Linked DNA regions of Gossypium hirsutum: all the other regions are linked to region 2. The links are chromatin contacts, called in public Hi-C maps. All regions are on one chromosome and are shown on one strand. The core of a region is the stretch at or near the end of the contact, and the rest is flanking DNA. Distances in the headings are between cores, read along the strand shown. Region 1 holds the start of LOC121232290 (ascorbate transporter, chloroplastic). Region 2 holds the start of LOC121232292 (U-box domain-containing protein 33). Region 3 holds the start of LOC107952916 (60S ribosomal protein L36-2).

The links. Hi-C and Micro-C count contacts between places; a contact is called where the count stands out from the background.
Region 1: a Hi-C map of leaf shows a contact between it and region 2, with 4 times the contacts expected there. The contact joins the promoter of LOC121232290 here to the promoter of LOC121232292 in region 2. A contact is called at or near these places in 4 of 34 Hi-C or Micro-C datasets (leaf, petal and seedling).
Region 3: a Hi-C map of leaf shows a contact between it and region 2, with 6 times the contacts expected there. The contact joins the promoter of LOC107952916 here to the promoter of LOC121232292 in region 2. A contact is called at or near these places in 18 of 34 Hi-C or Micro-C datasets (anther, callus, fibers and 3 more).

Annotation. Positions count from the first base shown.
Region 1 is chrA07:32,995,944-32,999,539 of Gossypium_hirsutum_v2.1, forward strand. LOC121232290 (ascorbate transporter, chloroplastic) reads right to left here and starts at 1,598. Exons shown (of 11, transcript XM_041117994.1): 1 at 1,250-1,598; 2 at 1-455. The coding sequence starts at 1,304.
Region 2 is chrA07:33,189,289-33,192,973 of Gossypium_hirsutum_v2.1, forward strand. It overlaps LOC121232292 (U-box domain-containing protein 33), which reads right to left and starts at 2,187. Exons shown (of 10, transcript XM_041117997.1): 1 at 1,901-2,187; 2 at 1-1,814. The coding sequence starts at 202.
Region 3 is chrA07:33,325,680-33,329,243 of Gossypium_hirsutum_v2.1, forward strand. It overlaps LOC107952916 (60S ribosomal protein L36-2), which reads left to right and starts at 1,271. Exons shown (of 5, transcript XM_041118001.1): 1 at 1,271-1,291; 2 at 2,033-2,076; 3 at 3,271-3,375. The coding sequence starts at 3,274.

The DNA of each region.
Region 1 (3,596 bases), core at 348-2,847, 190 kb before region 2:
TTCGTTTGTTCCATCTGGAGATGGAAAAGAGTCCACCTTTGCTTCGGTTATGTCATACTCCTCAGATTTATAGTAAGCAGAAGTACTGTTTTTTCCTATCCCATCCTTGTCACTTGGCTCAAGGCAACCTCCAGGCACTGGACTTGAAAAAGAATAGTATCCAAAACTTCCTCTACTTCTTTGTCGTGGGGAAACTTTGTGAGTCTTCTTACAGTGGCACAATGACACTGAAGAAATAAGTTGTCTGCCATTAGGTGAAACTGATAGAGGTTTCAAAGTGTTTTCATCTAAATGAACAGTACTCCTTAGATATCGGCCGCATGTGTATCCAGATAAAAAACCATTTTCTGTTTGACTCCATAACTTTCGGTAAAACATGTTACCATGCAGAACAGCAATGCCTGATCTCTCTCCCTTGTGAAGCAAAATGGCTTGTTCCCCTTGACATACTTTACCTGCCATTGTCATAGTTAAACTACAAATTATAGAGATATTCGTGATGCAAGGGAACCTTCATTTGTGTGCTAATTTATCATGGGAATTGCCAAAATATGCAATGAACCTAAAGAAGAAATCTCTAAATGGAAGGAAAAAAACAATAAAAATCCAAGATGCTGTATAAAATACAGGCCTAGGGGACCTGGAAAGACAAGGCGAATTCCCCAAAGCTTATGACCAGTAAAGAACTTTTACCCCACAGTCCACACCGACATCATACCCATCAAAACTTTTAACCAATCAAAATCCCAAATCAGGAATCTTCCAGTTTTGCAAAACAATCCTAAAGGATTTTACTGAAGGATAATAAGTATTAAAAACCTGAAATTATCCTTTTCTCATCCATCAATTGGTTGACACCATTTATCAGTTAAATCACCAAATTCAGCAATAAAACAAAGTTATCAATTCAATCTAATAGCAACATCATTTATCATCTCCAAACTTCAGCTTCGCAATACAAAATAAAATAAGAATATTGCATGCAATCAAATTTCCATCTAAACTTTTTCAAACTTCAATGATTCCACGGATCTAACTTACTCTCATCCACTTCAAAGTATACTTCGAATCCAAAGAGACTAAACTGAAGACAAAAAAAACAAAATGTAACCAGGAGCAAATAAATTGGAGGAAAATGCAAGTATTAATCCCAAAGAAAAAAAAAAGCAGATAAATATTAAGCTAAAAGAAACCTTGAAATCATCTCCACACAGGATTGCTATTCATTAAAGGAAGTAAAACAAAATACCTGAACCGATAAAAGAACCGAAACTCCGGTTGGAAATCAGACCGCCGATAGCCATTGGTGAAATGCAAGTATTATAGTGAAAGAGCTCGACTTTAGAGAACTAACTAGTAATTATACCATTTCAGTTCAAATCTATGACACGACACCGCTTTTAGCTCTTAGTACCAACGTCCTCTGACGCTGGAACGGATAAACAGATCCTTCTGTTCCTTTCCTTCGATAGAAATTTGTTGCGGAGGTTTTTTATTTTATTTTCAAAGCGGGAAGAATCTCAGTGGTTTCTATATACCGAAGCAAAGGAGGGTCGAGGGAACGACACGTGGGCATATAATCCTTTGAGAGATTAAAGGTCCTGAAATACCCCCCTATGGGATTCGAAATTAATAATTGGAATGACATGGCATGGATGGTAAATAAAAGGGATTAAAATGACTGTTATAGGGAATTAGCATGACGATATCTCAACCGTGCTTAACTAGAAAGGTCTTGCCATCGCTGAAATATTTTGCGTTCCGACAAAAAAGAAAGCCGGAAAAGTGATGAAACTTTTTAGTAATTAATTTATTGGTTTTTATTTTAAAATCATGCGTGGAATATTCGCATCGTTACAAGTGGAAACGTTATACCAAAAAAGAAGAAGAAGAAGGAAAATGGAATTAATGGGCAAAAATAATTTGCAGAGTTGAGTTGACATGACAGCTGGAAATCAGCCAAACCTTTCACTCCATCTATTTGCGCTGGATCGTTGATATTTAATTTTTAGTGTGAAATTTTATTTCTTTTTATTCGTACAGATTTTATTTCATTAGTTTTCAACTTACGTAAAAAGCTGTAAGTTTAGAATTAATAATAATAATAAATTCAATCCATCTGTAGTTTCTTTAGACATTATTGTAATTATATACTTTAGACAAAGACATTGGTGAAGCTCGCAATAGACAACCTTGAAGATGGTTTAAACTTAACACCATAGTCCATAGTACCTTTAAGGTAACTCAATATCCTTTCCACTATTTTAAAATGAGGATTTTGCATGAATTGAAAAATATGATTTCCACTAGGCAGTTTACAATATTTTCTTATACTTATTTCTTAAAGACTAATCCAATATTAATATGTAGTATAAGATGTGATTTAAGTTTGCTGATTAAGTTGCAATACCTCTCCTATACATCAATATAAGATCTCTCTCTCAACTAAAATCTTTGTCTTGAAAGCTTACTCACAAATGGAACATAAACTTGGTTTATCTTCAAGATAATTGCATCATGCTCCTAATAGCGAATAGGTAAGTAGTCACTCAAAATCATATATAATGAAACAAACATGACTTCTTTAAATAATAATTCTAAGCTTGTGATTCTTAAATAAGTGTGAACATGATCTATCTTGAATTGTAATAGAATAAGTATTTAATAAAAAATTAAATATTCAAAGAACTTCAAAAAAATAAACTTCTATAAGAACATCTATTTATTTAAAGAAACACCATCACTCATGAAGTTTATAAAAGAGTCCTTGATTGATATTTAACATGATTTAATTTAATAAATAGCTTCTCAAAATTCTCAAAATAATATAAGAATAATCCCATTATTTTTTTTGATCAAAAGAATGCCAACGTATATGGCAACTTGCATAATCTTCCAATTGCATTTGGACGTACAACTGACACTAATATTATCCCATTTTGCATTGTCTTCTCAATAGAGAACATAGGCTTGAATTTTAGAGACGATATTGTTAAGAGAGATATTCACAAATTCAAAATATAAATTATAAAATGGAGATAAATGATGTAAAAAAATAATTTATGATGGTGATCTCCTAGGATGCAAGATAAAAAACAAATTCTTTATTGCACAAAATAAAATATTGTAGCAGAAACAAATATATATATATATATATATGAATGGAATAAAACATTTGTTCCCTTTAGTTGAGGTGGTTTTAAACCATGAGCATCTAATTGTCCAGCAATTTACAGTCGATGACAAAGACAGAAGCCTTGATAAGATCAATAGCATTAATAAACACATGATACTATGGATCAAAAACAATAAACACATGGTATTAGATACAGGCCATAAACCATAATTTCAAGCTTTGATCTTGAATGGGATGGCTCGGATGATAATTTAATGGTAAAGTGCAGCTCCAATGAAGGGTCGAATCCAAAAGATCCACTGTCAAAAAGAACAATTATTATTCTTTTTCTTTAATATGAAATGTAAAGCTATTATGTCAAATCTGAATCGAATCAAAGAAAAGATTATATGTCAAAGGGGTTATAACAATTTTTAACTTACATGTCCATCCCAAGCATGGTTCCTGTTATAGAAGATGG
Region 2 (3,685 bases), core at 937-3,436:
GTTGTAAAGCCCAGAACAAAACGGATTTATATTTATCCACATCTTTGCCCACCGCTACATAGATTTTCTCTTCAATTATACGCGCCACCGTTTCCTCCACGATTTCTCTTCGACTCGACATGATCCCCGGAGCTCTAACGTCGCAAAACCTCATCGAGTTCACTCCTTCAGTTATTGCAGGCACAACACTCACCAGAGCCATGTTGGAATTAATAAAATAATCATAAAGTGTAGATAAAGAAAATTTCTCAACTAAACTCACCAAAAATCTATACAAAATATACTTTCTCCTCCAATCTATGACTGAGGAGCTAAAACCGATGGGGGGTTTGGGGAAGATGAAGAGAAGAAGGTGAGGACGGTAAGGTTTTTGTGTTTTAGTAAAAGGGAGTCGTTGTCTGTAGTTCCGATGACAACTAAATAAAAACAAGACAGTGACCGCAAAATGGATGAGAAATTAACTTTAGATGCACAAAAATAAAAATAAAAAAATTTTGAAAGATCGGCAGCCACCCTTTTTCGTTATCACTGAAAAATTATTACAGTTTTCCCCCTTTTGAGGATCAGTTTCGAAGTCTGTTCCTGATTTTTGATGCTTTGCGCTTTCATTTCATTTTATTTATTTCCTTCAAGAAGAAGCTTCCACCGAATTACAGTTGGGCTCCACGTAAGATGTCTGGAAAGTGTAGACTGGGAGGGGGGCCGCTTGGCTATTTTGTTTGTTTATTTATTTATTTGTGATCTTAGTCTTTCGAAAATCTACGTTACAATATATACATTTGAGTACTTTACCGAGTCTTAATCGGGTTATGGATTTATTTATCTATTTATACTATATTTAGGTACTTTTTATACTTTTAATTAGGTCACTAATTTAATTATGAAATTAAAAAAAATGCTACTTCATCCTTATTGATACAAACATAAACAATAATAGGAAAGATATCTAAATTTGGAGTGGAAGACATTTCTAGATCTCTCAAAACTAAAATGAAAATTTCTTAATATTTTGCACAAAAGAATTAAATTAAAAAATTGGAGACTAAAAGCTCTTGTCCGGCGATAAACGATTTCAAAAACTTGTCTGACGATTGTATGGGTGATGCTGATGGCTTTAACATGGACCGTAACACCAAAAAAGTCAAATTCAAAGATGTTGGAGATGATTCAGCAGAAAACATGGTGGTTGATACGGCTCTAGCGAGTGAAATTTCTTGGAAAGATAAAATGTTGGGAGCGCAAAACACTGAATCTTTGGCTTCCTCCGTGATCTCGGATGGTGCTACTGATATGAACTTAAAGTTTGAAGATGGAGACACCCTAAGATCTACCATCAACAGTATTTTGACCATCGACTTCTTTGAACAAATTAAGAAAATCTAGGTTAAGGATATGGAGACCAAAAATGTGGTGAAATTGTTGGGGGCGCAATATAGGAAATGGAGTTCTTTACAATCAAATTTCCAGTCTCTAGAAACCCTCCCAACCTTTTCGTTTAATGGATGTGGGAAACGACTACTATTTGGTCCGTTTTCAAAACAAAGATGATTATGAGACGATTTTGACCCAAGAACCATGGATAGTGTTTGGACACTACTTTAAAGTTCAGTCGTGGACGGTGGACTTTAACCTGTCGAAGCCCTTTCCTGAGCATGAATCTGGCCTAGATCTGTTTTCCGGGATTGCCTGGATTCTTGTATAAGAAACAGGTTTTACAGGAGATCGAAAGTTTGGTCGAAAAAGTGGCCAAAATGGATATTAAAACAGATAATGGAGGAGTGGGTTAGTTCACCAGGATGGCGGTGTTTGTTGACCTGGAAAAATCGTTAACCTTGCAAGTTTTAGTCAATGGTCGAATGTAAAGAGTAGAATTTGAAGCTCTACTTGCGATTTGTTTTACCTGTGGTAAATATGGACATCTAAAAACCCTTTGCCCTTCTTCTTTGACAGGTCGGAGCACTGATGGTGGTCTAGGGAGAGTCTCTGAGTTAGTGGTAATGAGTTAGCTCCGATGACGACAGAGGAAGTGTTTGTCCCACAGATGAACGTTAAGTGTAAATCTAGGCGTAATCAGGCAAACTACCATAATCAAAACGCAAAAATCTTGAATGACTCCAAATTTGTTGCGTTGGAAAATGAGTCGACGAGATTGGAAAGGGAACAACCTGGAATTATAGAAACTAGGTTCCAGCAATGGGAGTTTCTAAAGAGCTAAAAGAAAAAAGATGGGGCCAAAATATGAGTCGTTGGGGAAGGTAAGCTCAGGTACAAGGCTACTGGGCCAAAGTAGTGAGAATGGATCTAAAAGGCCATCATTGGTAAAAAGTAGAACTAGGCTTGGAGCGGGTTCTACTAAGCAGGACCTGGTGAAGTCTGGGTCACAATCGGGTTTAGACCGCAGGTTAATCCAAGCTGGGACCAAACAGCATTTGGATGCTACAACCCTTAATACTGCTGATGATGCCTAGGGGGAATTAGTGAACTTTGACCAACCTATCAATCATGGACCCGAAACAGATAATTTTACTAAAGCATCATCTTTACACTTCAACCCTACGTTCGAAGGGCCTATTGAAACCATGGTGAATTTGAATTCTAAATTGCTAGACCCTAATTGCCATTCTGTCGTAATATTCAAAGAAAATTGAGACCCAAATTCCAACTCAAAAATCGGGAAAGAAGGGGTAGTGGCCTACAATAGTCCTCCTATTTCTTCTAAAGGGCATAGTGTTGGGAATAAAGGTGGGAATGGTTATCCTGGAAGGGTGTTAAACAAAACAATTCGTGGACGATGGGGTTGTTTTAAACCCACTAGCAATCCACGAGTCCCACTTCTAGAAGTTATGAATTCTATGGCTAAGCTCTTTAGTGCTCAAGTGGAAACCCCATCTACTAAGGTGGATGTCCAAAATAGTGGTGTGAAAGCATATGATACTTCTTAGCGATTGGCTTTCTCTCTCCCTTTTTTTATTTTATTTATGAGTTTTACTATCATATCTTAGAATTTCCAGGATTGTGCCAGTTCGAAGTTTCTCCGTGTTTATTGAGAATATAATCGTGAACATAGACCTGATTTGATTGGTCTATTAGAAAATAGGGTCAGTGGTGGGAAAGCAGATTTGACTATAGCGAAGCTTAGTTTTCAATACTCACATCGTGTGGAGGCTATTGGGTTTTTAGGTAGTATTTGAATTGGATGGAGGGAGCTGTTTTGTATTGAGGTTTTCAAAATTCATCCCTAATTTGTTATAGCCAAAATATCTGGTAATATTTTTAGGTAACCTTTCTTAGTCACCTTTGTTTATGAAAGCCCTGATAGCTGTAAATGGAGACATCTTTGGGAGGTCTTATATAGAATGTTCCATTGGATAAATATTCGTGGACGGCGATTGGTGATTTGAACACTATTATTTTCTATAGTAAAAAGAGAGGAAGGTGAACCTTAGGTAAAAAGGTGTCCTCTATTTGGGGATTTTATGGAATTAACTCAGTTGCATGATTTGAACTTTAAAGGCTCGCAATTCACATGGCATAGAGGAGGAATTGTTGAGCGTTTGGATAGAGCTATCTGCAATGATGCATGAAATTTTTCTTTTTCGAATTTTATGGTGACACACTTGCCGCGGCTTAAATCCGACCATAGACCTTTATGTTTGTCACTAATACCTGAGTACCACTCCTCCAA
Region 3 (3,564 bases), core at 21-2,520, 140 kb after region 2:
TAGCTTTATCTGAGTAAGTTCAAAGTTCCCACTTTTTCATTTTTACCCTTATGTTCTTATTGCTTTAGATGTATTTCTCATTAGTTTTTTAGTTAATATCAGACGAAACCATGTTTTTTTATCTTGCTAACTATATCTTCTCTCTTTTTGATTTTTGTTTCCTCTCGAAAACATGCTTTTTCTATCCTAACCAAACTATTGAAACAATGAAACCCAGTATCTCTTTTCTTTTATCGTCTTTTGCCTTGTTTAATTTCTCATGGAAATTATTTGTGGGTTTTAGTTGAGTTTGTGAAATTTATTGAGGCAATGGATAAAGAGAAAGAGGTGAATGCGGCGAGTGGTGGTGTGAATGTGACAGAGAAGAAGAGATTGTCGCAAGCCAATTCTGAGGCCATGGAGAAGTGTTTGGAAGAGAATAAAGGAGACAACACCAAATGCAAGGATAAGGTTGAAGCTTTCAGATCATCTTCCTCAACTTCTTCTCCAACAAAACCCTTGAGGCGTTTCATAGTAAGGAGTGGTTCATTGAGTGATGTTTGAATGGAATTCCGGGTATCTCAAGCTTCTTTTTATATTTGAAATGAATTAGTGGGTCAGAATCACTTCCTTTTAGCTTGTTTTAGTCCATAATTTCAAAATTTGTGAAAATGGTAGTTGAAAGTAATCTGAGAAACTCTAGTTGTGTATGAAAAGACGGTAGACTTTATTTTCTCATGTTTTAATTTGTGAAAACTGAAGTAATTTGAGAAAGTTTAGTTCAGAAGATGAAAAACTCTAGAGTTGATAGCCATTGCTGGCTTGTGAGTTTTATTATTATTAGGAGAGTGATGTATTTTTTATGAGGCAAGGGATTCCTTCCCAATTTGAGGGCACACTCCTTTCCTCTGCACACCAGAATTGTGCGTCCTGGAACTGGCTATCCACTATCCTCTGTCAAACCATGTGGGGCTATCAAATAACCCTTTTCCACTACTGCTGATTGTGTGATGTTCAATGTTCTTTTACATAAACACCTTTTTGTGTTTACAATTAGCATTGCATCCAAATTTCTTCCTGCAAAACCAATGAATTGAATCATGAACTACCCCAAAAGTCCAAACCTTCAACCCAACCCAACCAGCTGTGAACAGACACCTATGAATCCTATCCAGTTTTGAACAACATAACGGCATTGATAAACCGATGGACTCACTCGAGCGGCCTCTGTGTTCATCTGTGCAGTCATAGTTACATCAGACAATGTTAAGTCACATTATACTCCATAAAGGAAGACTCGAGTTCTTTAGAGGTACAATATTTGATGCAGAATGAGTATATGATATTATATGTTAATTAGTTTTCTTTATCAATGCGAAGCACCAACTTATTATTTATATAAGTTATTTAAAAAAAAAAGATGTTATACCTTAATGTTGCATGCAATTATATGTTAGAGATTTTAGTTTTAAATTTTAATTATGATTGAATATATGATGTTTAAAATTTTTTATTATTTTAAATATTATTATTAATGGTAAAAAAAATCCTATTTAAAATTTAATTTAAAAATTAGGAGTCACTTTAAACATAATTTAAAAAAATATTTTAAAATTAAAAAAACTAACCCAAAACTCAAAGTTTTCATATATTCTCTATATGGTAACTTTATTGGTAACTTTAATGAAAATCGTGGATTATAAGAAAGAAAATGCAGAATTTGAAACAGAGAGCCTAAAAAATTAGACCGGTCTGCTTATTGGTCTTTTGGGTCTTCAGGTCATGAGCCTAATAATTGGAAACCTCTTTCTTCTTTAACTTTGGGTTCAACGTGGACCCAATTAAGTTAAGTTTTTAACGATAGGGTTAATGGACCCAAAAAAGCCTCGACCCGATTTACCACCTATAAATAAGCATATCATGCAGAACCCTATCTATTTTCCCCTGGCACGGTCGGGAAGGTTGGCCGCCCTTCTTTGTTCTAAGCCTAAATTGAAACTTAAGATCTTTACCGAGTTTCAGAAGCTAATGCCTGTTTTTCTATTTTTTGCAGCTTCGAGTTCTTTTAGGTGATTTTCTGTTAGGGCTGTTCGGTAGGTGAGAAAATACGCTGAAACTGCTACATCCGCTGCCTATGTTTTATTTTGTTTGTGTAGGAAATGTGTTATTTCCTTCTTTCCCTGATCTTGTTTGATGTTGAAATTTATAACGTATGTAAATAGCATGAAGTTGGGGCTCTGTTCCTTTTTTGGTTTCGATAAAACGAACAATAAGTGATTAGACGTTCTGGGATTTGAAAATTTTAGGCATTGTTTTCCTGAATGATTTGGTTAACACATTTTCACTGGTTCCAAGATTAAAATCTGAAGCTCATATTCCAAGTCTTCTTTTTTTTTTTCTCTGAAACTAAGTTGAAACTTCACTCGAGTTTGTTTTTGAGAAAGTATTTGTCCCTACTAGTACTACGCAGTTACTAGTCTGTGAAACTGAGAAATTTGATTGAGACATACTTTTAAGATGGTGCTGAATTTCAACCATCTGGTTTGATCCTTTTTAGCCTCCTGCCATTGTACTGGAAATGTCTGCATTAATTTATCCTAGGATCCAAGTTGATATACTTAGTGGAATCTGTCATATCTGATTAACATTGAGTGCCAAATGATGTTATCATTTCTCAAACTGAGTAGATAATTTGGTTTGTTTTATATTTTGTTTAGCTTTTCAAGTTTTATGCAGTTTTAAAATGATCCTGTTGGAGGGTTAAAACTCTTGAAATTGAGAAATGTGCTATGGGATCCCAAATTCCCAACCATTTGCCTATGTTGAAATATCTTGAAAGCCTATAGATTGCTAGGTCCGGACTACTCAGGGTACTTTTCTTTTGGTCCTAATCCTTATTTTCTTATAACTAAGCCTGTAAATATTCTAACTAATCACTGTTGATGAAACAGCTAGGGAACTGATGTCTTTATTTGTGCTGGTAGCTTTGACATGAGTGATTTTCTACAATTTTGATTTATGATGTATTGCTTGATGCTTATGGGTGTTCTTTTTAGGTTTTGGCATTCTGATTTACCAGAATATGCTGATTTTTGTAACATCCCTTTCATTTTTCATCATTTAAAAACAAATAAATCTTCTCCTTGATTGTTTGGTAAATTTGGAATGCATGTGTTCTTTACTTTCCTCTACCTCTTTGTTTGGGATCTCTATCATGAATTACAGAATTAACTTGCCTTTCTTAGACTGATTTCATTTCTGATTTGTCGTGATGTGTGATGATTCTCTCAGGTGATGGCTCCAAGTCAACCTAAAACTGGCCTTTCTGTGGGCTTAAACAAAGGACATGTTGTTACCAAGAAGGAATTGGCTTCCCGCCCTTCTAATAGAAAGGGGGTAAGCTTCTATTATAACAGCTTTTGATAAAGTTGCAGTCTCAATTCTATGCGCCTTTAAAACCTTTAATGAAGTCTTTTCAAGCTACTTTAGGTGTGGCTTCTTTTTCTTTTGAACCCGTTGTATATCTGCATGTTCTTGTTTTTTATATCAATCTATCTCCACTTTGTCTTAATGACGTACTCTGTA